4 separate regions of the Mus musculus genome follow, and regions 2, 3 and 4 are each linked to region 1. Evidence: chromatin contacts called from public Hi-C and HiChIP or PLAC-seq data. All regions are on one chromosome and are shown on one strand. The core of a region is the stretch at or near the end of the contact, and the rest is flanking DNA. Distances in the headings are between cores, read along the strand shown.

Region 1 (3,342 bases), core at 445-2,944:
TCCACTCACACCCATGTCTCTAAACAGAGTGAATTTGGGTGACATTGATGTAGTGAGAGCATTAGAAACCATAAGTCACTTTTGGCCTTATCCGGCAGCATAATTGGCTATATACACCTTATCAAAAATCATTAGGTGCTTTGCAAGCATGCCACATTAGGGGCACCAGGGCCTCTGGGGCTAGGGAGTTTACACGTGTAAAGGCGAGGCTGACATTTTCTCCTATTCAAATTCCCAAGTGCCCGGCCACTGGGGCAGGCGGCAGCCTTTCTCCTTTGCCGAGCTAATCACGCCCCCTCAGTGCCTGGAATTCAGACTCACAAAGCCAGTCTGGGTGCCGGGTGGAAACGGGCAGAAAGCGCAGCTACCAAAAAAAAAAAAAAAAAAAAAAAAAAAAAAAAAAAAAAAAAAAAAAAAAAACCCACGCGTTTCTAGGCTGCCCCATAGCATTTCTCATTTTGGGAAACTGAGGCCCACAGAGACACTGGGTCCTGGCCTGCCTTGAGGGGCTGTATGGACTTGGGAAGGGAGATCTCAGAACAGATCGGCTGATTTTCACCTTCTACTTCTTCAGTGCCTCTCCAACTAGGAAGAAAATTAATCGGGTGAGGGTGGTGGGGGGCCAGGGGAAGGTTCTCATCGCCCATCTCCAGGAGATCCCTTCTTAGCTAGGGTCCTTTGGAAGTGAGAAGTTCCTGTTTGTCCTCAGATTACCCTCTGGGTTTAGGATTTACTGTGTGGAACAAGAAGCTCCTAGCTGCTCTGAACTCCCGACACATCTTTGGGATCTGGACAGGGGAGTCTTGAGGCTTCTGTCCTGGGGACTCAGGTGTCGGGGGAAGGGGCCCAGAGCAAGTTGCCGAGCTTCCGGGCCTCTGCCATCTGACCGATCTCTGCTGCTGCCTGGCAGACCCAAGGTGAAGCAGCCAAACAGCCTCCTCCTTTCCCTCGACTCAACCTCAGCATCCCACAAGCAGAGGACAGGGCTTGAGGAGGGCAGACTGCCTATCTGCCCACCCCCACCTCCCAAGCTGGGGTGGGTCTCTTGGTCCCTTAATTCCCAAGGAGCCAGAGTAGAGCTCGGGCCAGCCAGTGGTAGGCAGCAGGGCGCGGCGGGGCCTCTTACCTGAAAAAGTCGTTTTTACAGTATAGCTTGCCTTCCCGTGAGAAGCACTTCTCCGAGAGGTTGGTTTTGCACTCGCAGCATTGAACACATTTGATATGCCACGCGCGGTCTAGTACGTTCAGCAGAAAGCGGTCGAGGATGGGCCGCTCACAGCCAGCACAGTGCACCATCATAGCCGCGCGCCCCGGCGGCTCGGGCCGCCTCGTCCTCCTTGGGGCCCCTGGGCCCTTAGGCCCTCTCGGTCCCCGCTGCTGTGGCTCTCAGCCTTCCTAGTCTGTAGGCGAGTCTGTAGGGGCGAGTCCGTTACGGATCAACCAAGACTTCTCGGGGTCAAGTCCTCCGACGCTCTCCGGCCTGGCGCTGCACTGCCCAGAGTGGCGTGGAGGGCGGCAGCGGTCACAGCCTCATGTCACGGGTCGCGACCGGGCGCTCGCTCCAGCTTCGAGCAGGTGTCCTCGGCGGCTGCTGGCTTCGGCACTGGCGAGCGGCTTTCCCGGTTGGCGGAGGCGCCGGCACTTTCCCCCACTTTCAAGCGGTCCCGATCCTCATCTTTGTCTGGCCGCCGCCTAATTCGCGCATCCTTATTCAGATTTGGTGACGTGGTGCGGCACGTAGGGGGCCGGGCGGCCAATGGGCGCGCCGTGGCCATAGCAACCTCTTAAATTTATAGCATATCTAAATTGGCTACAGCGTTGCGGTCAGGGCAGAGCAAAAAAAACAAGACATCAGTATTGCCGAGTATTTGCTAGTACCTGTTCCCAAGCTAAGTAAGTATTTACCTTCTAGTTTGGGTCTGGAGGGGTGGGGGCGCGATGCGAAAACCAGGGTTCTTTTTCTCTCCCATCACAAATAATTTTGGGGGGCAGGGTTCCAAGGCCTAGCCAGGGAGAAACCTCCCACCAGGTTCGCCACCCTCGCAACCTGTAGAAGTTGCCCAGGCAGGGAGTGCGCTGTGGTCCCCCTGCTTCCGAACCCGCCCAGCTCCCTCTTGCTTTAGACTGCGGCTCGCTCGGGCTCTGAGCGTAGGAGCTGGGAGACCCGGCACTTCTCCCTACGGTGGCTTCTTTTGTCACTCACGGGGCTAGGGCCCAGCAGGGCTTTTCTCACCAAGAGACTGAGGGCGGGAAGCTTGGGTACTTCTGTGCCTCCCTCCCCCACCCCTATCCAGGTTGACTCAGGGATGTCACCTCGCCTGGTCTTGGGAATCCCGAAGGTCGTTTCTAAGTGCCTAGCTCACTCGGCACTGGGGGAGGTGTGGCGAAAGGGGTGGTCTACCTCGGATGGGTGTTCCGGCAGGTTGAGAGGAGGCTGAAGCTCACTACATCTGTCTTGGCCACATCGTCCATATTCCAGGTCAGGCTGGCGGGAACCGTGGTGAGTGGGTCGCTCGATAGAGCGAGGGAAGCTGGCCACAGCCGGGCGTCATAGGCACTCCCGGGCCCCCCGAGATGCTCTAAGTCTGGCCCTCTCCTAGAGCCAAAGGCAGCTTCGCAGGTGTGTGGGTACCAGCAGGTGTACTCTGAGGAGGGGCGCGTGGGCCTGGAGGGGAGAAAAGGGATCAGGCCTTGTTTCTGCGAGGCCAACCAGGCCACCGCTTGCTTTGGACGAGGTAGGGCTGGGAGAGTGTTTTGGGATATTTCCTTGCTGCTGGGAAGAACGCTGATGGTGCGGGGCTGGGGCCTAAGGGTTGGAGCCATAGAGGAATTGTGCCAAGACTTGGCTGTGGGTGTTTGTTTGGGCGTATTTACTGAGTTTGTTAGCAAATATCCACTGCTTGAAAACTCTCTATTTATAGTGTGTTCGCGATCAAACCCTGGGACGTGGAGGGATTTTTTTTTATTTTTGTTTCTTTTTCTTTTTTCTTTCTTTTTTTGGCATGTAAAATTTCTCGTTTATAATTTCCTGTTAACATGTGCATTACCTTTCTTTCTTTCTTTCTTTCTTTCTTTCTTTCTTTCTTTCTTTCTTCCTTCCTTCCTTTCTTTCTTTCTTTCTTTCTTTCTTTCTTTCTTTCTTGTTGGTCTGTGTCTCTATGTGTCTGCTTACATGGGTCGACTGGGTGTGTGAGGAAATGCTTGTTTGTAAAGTCACTCACAAGCATGTGTTTATTCTGACATGCTGCAGGTGTATTTTAATGTCTGAGTGTGAGTGTGTGTGTGTGTGTGTAGATATGAATATTCCTACTAGAGATCCTATGTGTGACAGAACTGGGCTGT
Region 2 (3,342 bases), core at 631-3,130, 240 kb after region 1:
CAGCAGCGCTGCCTGGAGACAAGGGAGGTGGGGGCACTGGCTGAGAGCTGAGGTCTGGCGGCTCTGCCCATCATGGCTGACTGTGGAAAGGGGAGGAAGCAGCCCGACTCCCGACTCCCTGCGGTGTCCTCTCTTCACTCCGTGCCTCATGCCCGATGCACAATGGCCTCAGGAAATTGGATCGTGGGCAGGTAATAGGGCTGGAAATAGACAACAACAAAGCGGGGCCCCCCACCCCCGCTGGATTTATCTGGTGCCCCTCCCGCTGCTGCTTGGGTGGTGATCCAGGACAGACTGGCTGGGGAGAAGCTGCAGGGGGCAGGTGTCCCTCAGGTGTCCTTGCTGTTTCAGAGCAGACCCCTTCTGCCATTATGATGGTCCTTCCAGCACAGAGAGACCCTGTCAAGCCAACTCTAGAGCCCAACTCCCTCTCCTGCAGAACTTTGCCCTGTTCCTGGGGGAAGCCAAACTGTCATATTGTTGGCAACCAGTCCACAGGAGCCGGCCCCTTCCCTATCCTGTACCCATTCCTCTCACCTCAGGGCCTTTGCACTGCTGTGGCCTATCTAGAATGCTCTACTGGGCTGCTCAGGGGCCTCATGCCTGTGGTGAAGCATCCCTGGGTGCCCCACAGTACCCCTAAGACCTTTTGGCTTTGCTGCTGTTTGTCTCTTGCTGGAAGGCAGGGATGCCTATCATGCCTGCCCCTGTGCTCCAATGCCCAGAACTGTCTTAATACAAGCAGCCCTCAGTAAATGTCTACTGAGAGACTGATAGACTGACTGAAGAGGGCCAGGGTACAACCGGGCTCAAAGGGATCAGGCTATGGCAAAAGGAGCAGAGAGAAGAATGTATGAAGCCATGAATGGTTTCCATGAATACCTTGCTACACAAACTCGCGCACGCATGTGCGCGCGTGCACACACACACACACACACACACACACACACACACACACTTCTCTCTCATCACAGAGACCTGGGCAACACCTGCCTGGGACCCCAGCCAGGAGCCAACTGACTCTTGGCCAGGACCTCTGAACACTGCCCTGCTAACAGTCCTCAGGGAGGAAGCCTTGGGGACTGCTTCATGGTAGCCACTGCCTTCAGCCTGTGCTCACAGCACCAGCCTGTCTTTGCTCAGAGTAGGGTTCCTTAGCCCAAGTCTTCATGCACTTTCTGAACAGCTGCTTTCTGTAGTGCCCATCTGCCATCACCAGCCAAGTCACCCTGAGCATGTCACCCCTGCTCTCTGCCACCTCCTGGGGTGGCCGTAAGGATGGGGTGGGTGCACCTTACTGATGGGTCAGGTTCAAGTCTACAGCCAGGGATGGGGGTTGGGCCACTCACCCCCATTTCTCGTCTTCACTGCTGCCACCCAGCCCCCCACCCCCACTGGCCTGCCTCCACATGGAGTGCCGGCTCCGCCTGGCAGGAACAGCTGTGGAAACCCCGCTTCCCCATGTCGGAGGCCTCCGTGGGCCTTCACCAAACAAACACAAAGCAGAACCCAGGGAAGGTGTGAAATAAATAAACGGAACAAGCCGCGCATTTTCCTTCCACAGCGCAGCTGCTCCTGGAGATAAACAACAAGTGACTGTCACCAAACATCAATACCGAGAAATGAACTCAACAAAAAGCTCGGCCGGCCCCCAACAGCCCCCCAGTCCTGCCCCCTCCCCCCAACCTCCAAACACCCACTTCTGCATTTCTCCAGTTCCCACCTAATGGTTTTATTTTTCAATTAATTCCTTGACAGAATGCCAGCCCGCATCTTTTTTTCCCTTCCCTGGCTGGCAATGTCGCCTGCATGGAAGGCACGGGCGGGCAGGCGGGGGACTGTGGGAAGACAGGAGAAAGGCTTCATGGGAGGAGAGGGAGGCTGGGGAGGAGAGCAGGGCTGACAGGGAGAAAGGACGCTGGAAGGGCTCCGTGAAGAGGCAGGCGAGACAGAGGCGGCCCAGAAGGGGAAGCCAGCAGGCCTGCAGCAGACCCTGCCACTCTGGATGGAGGCTGCATGCAAGCCAGTTGCTTTCCCTGTTTGGGCTCAGTTCCCGAATGAAGACGAAGCGTCTAAGCACAAGTTGCATGTGCTGGCCATGCCTGGTACCCCAGGACCAGGGAGGCTGGCACAGGAAGATGGTCTGAGCCTGGTGGTGAGCAGCCAGCCTGGACAATGGCGAGATCCTGTTTAGAAATGCAGGAAGTGACAAGCCACAGGGCCTTCAGGACTTTGGCTAGCACAAGGGTGAACACTCAGTTGCCAGAAGGCACCGGCCAAGATAGACAAGAAGTGTTAAATGTACCATCAAGTGACTCTGACGGCCAGCACCCAGCAGAAGGGGCTGAGCTGCCGTGGCTGAGCTGGGACACAGGCAGGGTCAGGTCTCTAAGTGCCTGTGGGGAATCCCACAAGTTGGGTACATGAGCCCTGAGCTGTGGGGAAGCCCTGTGGGTACAGACTGGCTCTCTACATGGTGCTGAGCTCACTCTGGGGGCCTTTTCCTCACATCATAGCCAAGTGTCCCACTGACACTTGCCTTGCAGTGGAAAGTGACAGCTCTACCCTCAGTCTCGGCAACAGAAGCAGAAGCAGAGTGAGTCACAGGACAGTATTCACACAACAGTAAGCCCAACAGACCCACCTCAAAGGGCAGGGATGTGGATCTTATTCAAGTAAGGTAGGCAGTGAGTGGGGTTTGCTTCTCACAGACACATTCTCCACTGTGATTCTGCCCAGTGAGGAAGGGACCTAAATGGTGGGAGGTTGTAAAGTGGCCACAGGCTAACTTCTCTCCAAGATGTCCATCCTGGGCATCTTCCTGCCTGGAGGTCCAGATAACTGGATTGGCCCTGTGCATGTGGAACCCCAACCTCGATCACGGTGGGCTTAACCCAAGATAGGGAAGGGGCCCACACTGACCTGGGGTCTTCTGTCCTTGGCCTATGTGAGTGTGGGCTACCAGGGCTGGGAACCCTGTGCAGTCTTGGGAGAGTGGAGGCTCCCACAGGCTCCTGCAGCCCTGCTTAGCCTGGAGGCTCATTTTCATTATGATCTTTTCTTCCTCCTGGGTCCAAGCTGAGATGACACAGAGACACGTGGCTGTGGAGTAAGCAGGAGTCCCAGCATTGGGAGGGCCGTGTGCCGTGGACTGGGCAACAGGAAACACACATCTCATAAATGCACAGTGGCTCTACAGGCTTCTGTGTGGGGTGTGGGACCAGGGTGGCCGGATCTGATTTCCTATGAATGCCTTGAAACTGATTTCCAGGTCAGATCTTCCAGTGGCCAAACAGTGATGAATCCAATACTGTTTTGTGTTCAACATGTTGCAGGCAAGAC
Region 3 (3,342 bases), core at 299-2,798, 150 kb after region 1:
GCTGGGATTATAGGTTCAGGACACCATGCCTGGCTTATTTATTTATTTATTTATTTATTTATTTATTTATTTATTTAAAAAAATATGTTCTGGAAATTAAACCCAGGTCCTAGCACTTTACTGACCGAGCCTTCACTAAACCTCTCAAGTTAATAGCATTCTTTACCTCTGAATAACCAATATATTCCCGTTCACCTCTGTCACGGAGCTAGAAAAACCATAATCTAGTGTAGCCTTTTACCCTTTTAAGTCTTTGAGATGCACTAGGCATGGCGTGTTCGAAGCCCATCAATATAGAGCGAGGGACCAGCACAGTGCAGCCCAGTGAGGCAGAGGGCTACCCTAATGGCTGGTGCAGGTCTAAGTAGAAATGACCCCGGGCCATAAGCAAAGGAACTGATATTTTGGGGGGTTGGGCTAGAGAGATGGCTCAGTGGTTAAAAGAACTTCTTTTGTTGGGATCTGGGTTCAGTTCCCTGCTCCCACACTGGTGGGTCACAACCTCCTTGTTAACTCCAGCTCCCGAGACTCCAACGCCCTCTACTGGATTCTGCAGGCACCTGCACCCATGTGCCCCGCCCCCCCCTCCCAATAAAGAAGACAAATTCTTTAGATACCTATATAGTTTTTGTTGAGGCTCAGGGAAGGCTCATCAACAGCCTGCTCAACAAGATAAGAACCCGAGCTTTACCCCAAGCCCATGCAGGAGTGGTGGCACATGCCTGCAATCCCAGCGCTGGCGGAAACAGAGGCTTGTGGATCTCAGGAGCTCAAGGGCCAGCCAGCCTTAAGGAATCAGCAAGCCCAGTTTCAACAAGAGACTTTGTCTCGAAAAGGAAAGGGGGTGATGCCCGAGCAACAACCTTCAAGGTTGACCTCTGACATCCACGCACATGCGCAAACACGGGCGTGTGTGTGCCGGAACAAGCACGGGCACCTAGGCACTAACTAGCACACACAAATATTTTGTCACTGCCTATCCGTCTAGAGCCCAGGCTGGCCTCTAGCTCCCAGCAATCTTCCTGCTTCTTGCAAATTGCGGGCTACCGTGCCTTGCTTTAAAAAGAAAATTGTTTCAGCTGCAGAAGGCCAGGCCCTCGTCATGGAAGCCAGTCTATGCTTACATTTTAAACTGTTGATCCAGAACCTTCTTTGAAGGGACCCTAAATTGTGTGGGTGATTTCCTCGATCCAGAGGAACCCATCCGTGGGGATCCCGTCCGAGAGAAACTGGGGCATCCTTATCACCCCTCACCCTCGCCCACGGCCCTCCGCCTCTCTGGAAAAAGAGAGAGAGAGATAACTCAGAACGCTGTGAAATTTGCCACTGTGAGAACAGTTAATTTTTCACACCCAGACGAACTGGCTGGGTTTGTTAAAGCCCAAGATAATCAAATAATCATTGTAACTCATGTCCGCCTCCTGTCTTTCGCTCTTTGTACCATTAATGTCCCAGCGGGGGGGCGGCTCTGGGTTAGTTCAGACGTAGCCTATTTAGATAACCTTCCGGTTGGTCTTCTGAGAACAAAACCCCCCTCCCGGAGCATCCTACAACAAATGAACCAACCCGCTCTAATCTGCTTATCGCTGTCACCTCTGATCCAGGCCCGCGCATCTCTAGGGCCTGCGGGACGAAGCCAGAGATTTATATGGATATATTTCCGTTTAGAGCAGTGCATACATGTATCTGCATGAACCTGCCCAAAGGAGACACCAAATCAGAGACGCAGGCTGCCTCCCCCTCCCCTGGAAGAGTCCTCGGAGGAGACAGGACTTGGGTTTGGGGTCTGGCATGGGCGCACTGCAGGGGTCGCCACCTGGGAGACGCGGGCATTGAGGTCCCCACACTTGTGGGTTCCTGTCTCTCCTCTCTGTTCCCATATTCACAGCCTTGTGTGCCCCTTGCTTTTTATTTTTAAGCTCTGTCGGTTTTATTTTTCTCTCTTCCGCTTCTACCCCCCCCCCCGCCTCCTTCTCTCTCCCTCTCCGATGACCTCTCCCAGTGTCTTTCATCTCCAGACTCTTTTCTACCTTCTGTATCACCCCCCCTTTTTCCTCTCTTCTCCTTTCCTTTCCCCTTCATTCTTTTCCTTCCCCGCCCCGTCCCAGCCTCTCTCCCCTCCTTAATTCCCCTTCTCTTACATTCCCCTTTCCCCTCACCAGCCCCCACCCCGCTTGCTTTCTCCAGATTCCAAGTCTCCCCACCCCCTTTTTTCCTTCCCACACCACCTGGCCCCTCTCCCACCTTCCTGCCTCCTCACCCTTCTTCACCTCCCTCCCCATTACCCTGCCACCCTCCCTCCTCCTCCAGCTTTAATTTCTGATGAATGTGTTCTGGGGGGTTGGGGGGGGTGGGGGATCTTCGCGATAAATCACATCTCCGTGGGAATAGCTAATCTGCAGGCACCGGCCACTGTCCCCAGTTCTTAGCAGCACATGTTAAACAGCGATATGGCGGTGACACGGAAACCGCCCATCGGAGAGGCGGAGAGAGGATTTTGAACTTCAATGCTCAGAAAGAAAAAAATAGTGAGGGCAAAGATAAGACTCCACAAAGCCTTGGCCCTGAACCGGGAGCCGCATCAGGACAGCAGGCGTGCAGAGGGCGACCGGTACCATGCTCCTCCTCCATGCTGGACCTCTGTGGGGCCCCCTGAGAGGGGGCTACCTCCTATTACTTGCACCCCATCTGGGTAGCGGGGTGCAGGTCTCCAGATGGACCTGTGGGGTGGGGTGCATCTCAACTACCTTCACTCAGCTGGTCTTATTGGGCATGCCTCAGTTTCCTTGTGTGAATCCCTGGAACGTGGGCCCCTGACATCTGGGGGCAAAGTGGAGTGATTGGTTGTGATTTATGAACACGAACTTAATCGGAATGTCAGATTCTTTGTAGAATAGTCTCTGGTGGGGGTGGGGGTAGGTTCTACAACTTCCCCAACCCCCCCTCCTTCCCCCCTCCTCTGTGTCCTGTCCCCATGCTGTGAACCTCTGGAGCTACTCTAAGGTCGCCCCCTCCCCTGCTACAGACTGCAGTAACACACTGCCATGGGGAAGCACACTCTTTCCATCTGGGCATGTGTCTTTCATGGGGAAGTCTGATCTCAGTCTATGTCTTTGCCTTTGTGCCTGGTAGGCAAGGGATCAGCCCAGGTCCTTGCCGTGGCGGAGCAATGTTAAACAGAGGATAGTCTGGTCCAGAAAGTCCAGACAGGAGTCTCAAGGCTCTGAAAAGTCCAAGCTGCGGGGGTGGGGTGGGGGTGGGTGGCCTGGATCTGGATTTTGGAAACTCCTGGGAGCAAACATCCACAACTGGAGCTGCCAGCCCTGGCCTGGCATGTCTGCG
Region 4 (3,342 bases), core at 548-3,047, 130 kb after region 1:
CTTAGTTTTGACTTTCTTACCGGAAAGGGTTTTCCAACTTCCGGTCGGTGAAAGATGAAGGCTGGGGTGTGGCTCAGTTGGCAAAGTACTGCCCAGGGTGCATGGCTTCCAGCCCCAGCGCGGCGGGGAACAGGCTATAGTGGTGCCTACGGGTGATCCTGGTACTGCTTGGGATAGAGGCAGGAGGAATTGAAGTTCAAGGTCAAGCTTGGATACACGGGACGCCCTCCACCCACGTCGTAAAAACAAATAATATAAAAAACAAAACGCAAAGCCCTGAGGTGAGAGGGGGGGGGGGAATGCGGATCATCCTAAGTTCTACGGACACCCGTGCCATGGATGGTGTTGTGTCGGACATGCGAAGGTCACCCAGACAAGGTTCACACCCACAGAGACGCCGTCCTGGTGTGAGCCAGATTTTCAACAGTGGAGACCTCTGCCTGAAGGAGTTAAAGCCAAGCGCCTGATGGGGAAAAATATCACCAAAGGGGGCTTGTGACTTGATGTCTTGAGTGCCAGGCTAGCTCAGTTGTGACTTCTAGCTCAGTACCTTCCTACTGCTTCCTGTCCTCATGTTTATGGGTGATGGGAAAACGGTCCTAGCCACCCGAGGTTTCCAGTCAGACCTTTGAGTGGGTGATTCTTTTCCTTAGGAATCACGACATCTTAGAGGGGTGGGCAACTAACTCTACGGACTTCCGGTTAGCTTCCCTGGGGGTTCAAGTCCCTCCTCCACAGTTCTAGAAAGATCCTCCCAGTCTTTCACACCAGGAGCAAAAGGGATCAGAAGTCCCAACATAAGCCACACACTACAGGAGCAGTCTTTGAATTCTCCTAGTCCTAACCACGCCTCTATATGGGTTCTGACCCACCCTCCCCACTCACTAAGGACCTGGTCAGGAAGGGAGCTAAGGGTGTCCAAGTGGGGTGACCACACCCAGGGAGATCTTTTTCTCCCAGGAAGTGGGATCTATGACTGGAGTCTCAATAGAAACTTCCTGCCAGGGATTCCCCAGGGTCAGAGGTTATGTGTGTAAAAAATGATAAAAGATGCCCACAGCGGTCAGAGTCCACCATGGAAGCTTCTGGAAGCAGATTCTGCAAGAATTCACTATGCTGTGGGTGAGGAACTCCTACTCCCATTTTACAGATGAGCAAAGAGTCACTGAGAAAATGATGGGGTCCGATATATGTCTGGTACAAACTTCTGTTTAAATGTAAGATCAGTCCCAGGCAAGAGTGAAGGGCTCAGTCAGGGTTGTGATGCGTTGAGGTTTCCCGTGTACACAGACCCTGCTAACCGTGAACTCCGCACCTCCTCACTAATTCATGCTTCTTAAGACAGAGGGGGATGGCACCAGAGAGGGTAAGCCCTTGTCCCTAGAATGCACGGCTGACCCTGTGTCGCTTGGTTGAGTGAAAAGGCAATGTGACCTCCAAGACTGGCCACTTGGGGGTACAGCAGAACCCCGCAGCTGCTGAACTGGTCACGCGTGGCCATGCAACCCGATTCTCTCCCGGAAGGGAGGCTGAAGGAAGGCCGGGGTTTCGTCCGGGTCAGCCTGCAGGTCGGAGGCCCCTGGACAGAACCTTGACCCGCGTCTGCCCCTCTCACCTCCCGCACAGCCCAGGTTCAAGGCCGGGCTCACGCGCGCGGGCGGAGGCCGGGAGGGGGTTAAACCGCGCAGCCCCGCCTGCCGGGCGCAGGAACAGATTTCGCGGTTCACACGGGCACAAAGGCCGCGCGCTCAAAGACGCCGCATTGTCCCCGCCGCGCCGCTCCCACCGCCGCGCGCGAATTAACCCTGTCACCCGGCCTTTGTCGCCGCGCACTTCAGGGCGGCCACAAAGGCGCCAGAACACCCTGCCGTGTTGTCAAGGAGGTGGGGTGGGGGTGGCTTTCAAGAGGGGATAGTGGAGGGTGGGGGGGCAGAGGCGGGGGTGGGGTGAGGGTGCAGGACAGGGTGCGGGACACAAGGTAGGGATAGGGATAGTAGTGGGGGTTGCAGGGGTGGGGTTAAAGGTAGAGTGGGGTGCAGGGGGTAATAGTGGGGTCCAGGGACATAGATGGGGTGCAAGACAGAGTGCAGGGAAAGACCCTGCGGGAGGGGGGTACAAGGGCCCAGGCACTCGGGGTCTCCTTTGCCCATGAGGCTCTGTTGGCCTCCTTTACCCGTTCTCTCGCCTGTGTGCTCCCTCCAACCCTCCCCCCTTCCCGTTCCTCTTCCCCTTCCCCCGTTGTGTCTGTCTCCTTTTTCCAGCTCCGTTTCCCTCTGCCTTTGGCTCCATATCTGTGTCACTAGGGATCGCTCAGTCGCTTTGCCCCCATCCCTGACTTTGCGATCCTGCCTCTTGGCTTCTACTTCCGCCTCTGTAAGCGATCCTTCCAGGGCCCGCTATCTTTTAAGACATGTGCTCCTGAGTGTTGGAGGATACGCACGCACACACAGACATTTGTGTGTGCACATGCAGTTCTTCTGCCTTCGGGGCCTGTGGCTGTCTTTGTGGGCGGGGGATGGATGGATGGCTTAGTGGCTGGAAGATCCCTATACCACCCCTTCAATAAATACCACATCCTGCAGGGGCACAGGCAGGAAGGGATGGTGTGGTCTCAGGGAGTGACCCAGCTCAGGAGACCCGTCCCCCATCCCCCCACCCCGCCACACTCCAACCCTCTGAAACCTGAGGGACCTCTTCCCCTTCCCAAAGATTGGGTCTGGGACCAACCCCCTGCTCTTCTTGTACCATCCTGAAGGACTTGGAGAAGACAAGATCCCCCCAGGTCGCACAGTACCTTCACACCTGTCTCAGGGCCTGGGTCACCCTCACTATGCCTTTTCCCAAGTTGTTCTAAGAGGTAGCTGGTCATACTCTCATTTCATACTAGGGAAACTGAGACACAGCAGAGGTGATCGAGCCAGACAGATCCTGGGTGCCCATTGGCCATCCATAGACTTGTTAATGGACTCCAGAGGGAGGTTCTGCCAAGCCATTCTTCAGTGACCTTCTGTCTCCCCACCCCACCCCCCTCAGCTAGGGTCAGTGTGAGCAAGGCATTATAGGGAGAAGATGAAAGTTTGCCCCATGGGTCATGTGGAGATCGAGTGGGGAGTTTGCACATCTTGCTGTCCTTTCTGGTATAGTCCAGTACCACCAGCTTTCCCAGCCTTTCAGTTCATATTCACATACATCACCTAGATGTTCAGGGTGACTTCCAGCATCCTAGGACCAGTATATCTCTCCTCCCCACTATAGCTGCTGTCTTTGGTCCCCCTAGGCAGATAGGGACCCCTCTTCTGCATCCCTGAACACTTGCCTCTCTGCTAGAAATAACTCCCTGGC

What was found. A called contact is a pair of places that touch in the nucleus more often than the background predicts. HiChIP or PLAC-seq counts read pairs in DNA pulled down with a chosen protein or histone mark.
Region 2: an H3K4me3 HiChIP or PLAC-seq map of forebrain shows a contact between it and region 1, with 6 times the contacts expected there. The contact joins the enhancer-like site here to the promoter of Lhx5 in region 1. A contact is called at or near these places in 6 of 39 promoter capture datasets (the HPC-7 cell line, cranial neural crest, embryonic stem cells and 2 more), 8 of 484 Hi-C or Micro-C datasets (cerebral cortex, embryonic stem cells, nephron progenitors and 1 more), 13 of 115 datasets of contacts at active chromatin or transcription factors (craniofacial prominence, embryonic basal ganglia, embryonic forebrain and 8 more) and 1 of 9 other capture datasets (embryonic stem cells).
Region 3: a Hi-C map of embryonic stem cells shows a contact between it and region 1, with 2.2 times the contacts expected there. The contact joins the enhancer-like site here to the promoter of Lhx5 in region 1. A contact is called at or near these places in 9 of 39 promoter capture datasets (3T3-L1-derived adipocytes, the HPC-7 cell line, cranial neural crest and 4 more), 2 of 15 datasets of contacts at CTCF or cohesin (embryonic stem cells and stem cell-derived epiblast-like cells), 35 of 484 Hi-C or Micro-C datasets (cerebellum, differentiating embryonic stem cells, embryonic stem cells and 5 more), 15 of 115 datasets of contacts at active chromatin or transcription factors (craniofacial prominence, embryonic basal ganglia, embryonic forebrain and 6 more) and 3 of 9 other capture datasets (embryonic stem cells, embryonic tail and pancreatic islet).
Region 4: an H3K4me3 HiChIP or PLAC-seq map of embryonic forebrain shows a contact between it and region 1, with 3 times the contacts expected there. The contact joins the enhancer-like site here to the promoter of Lhx5 in region 1. A contact is called at or near these places in 8 of 39 promoter capture datasets (cranial neural crest, embryonic stem cells, epiblast stem cells and 2 more), 22 of 484 Hi-C or Micro-C datasets (differentiating embryonic stem cells, embryonic fibroblasts, embryonic stem cells and 5 more), 18 of 115 datasets of contacts at active chromatin or transcription factors (craniofacial prominence, differentiating embryonic stem cells, embryonic basal ganglia and 7 more) and 3 of 9 other capture datasets (adipose tissue, embryonic stem cells and pancreatic islet).

What each region holds. Positions count from the first base shown.
Region 1 is chr5:120,430,238-120,433,579 of GRCm38.p6, reverse strand. It overlaps Lhx5 (LIM homeobox protein 5), which reads right to left and starts at 1,694. Exons shown (of 5, transcript NM_008499.5): 1 at 1,127-1,694. The coding sequence starts at 1,299. Gm27199 (predicted gene 27199) reads left to right here and starts at 1,813. Exons shown (of 2, transcript NR_166585.1): 1 at 1,813-1,893. Gm31976 (a long non-coding RNA gene) reads left to right here and starts at 1,900. Exons shown (of 2, transcript XR_878743.1): 1 at 1,900-2,500.
Region 2 is chr5:120,193,324-120,196,665 of GRCm38.p6, reverse strand. All of the region lies in intron 23 of Rbm19 (RNA binding motif protein 19), which reads right to left. Among named protein-coding and RNA genes, the nearest start is that of Gm31836, 40 kb to the left of the region's middle. Within about 2 kb of position 1,880, at least 53 of the 459 cell types and tissues checked have an H3K27ac peak or open chromatin away from gene starts, as enhancers often do. A contact at or near this core is called in cerebral cortex, embryonic basal ganglia, embryonic forebrain and 2 more, where this site is marked.
Region 3 is chr5:120,279,582-120,282,923 of GRCm38.p6, reverse strand. No RefSeq gene overlaps it. Among named protein-coding and RNA genes, the nearest start is that of Gm31836, 46 kb to the right of the region's middle. Within about 2 kb of position 1,548, at least 6 of the 459 cell types and tissues checked have an H3K27ac peak or open chromatin away from gene starts, as enhancers often do.
Region 4 is chr5:120,300,831-120,304,172 of GRCm38.p6, reverse strand. No RefSeq gene overlaps it. Among named protein-coding and RNA genes, the nearest start is that of Gm31836, 67 kb to the right of the region's middle. Within about 2 kb of position 1,797, at least 12 of the 459 cell types and tissues checked have an H3K27ac peak or open chromatin away from gene starts, as enhancers often do. A contact at or near this core is called in embryonic forebrain, where this site is marked.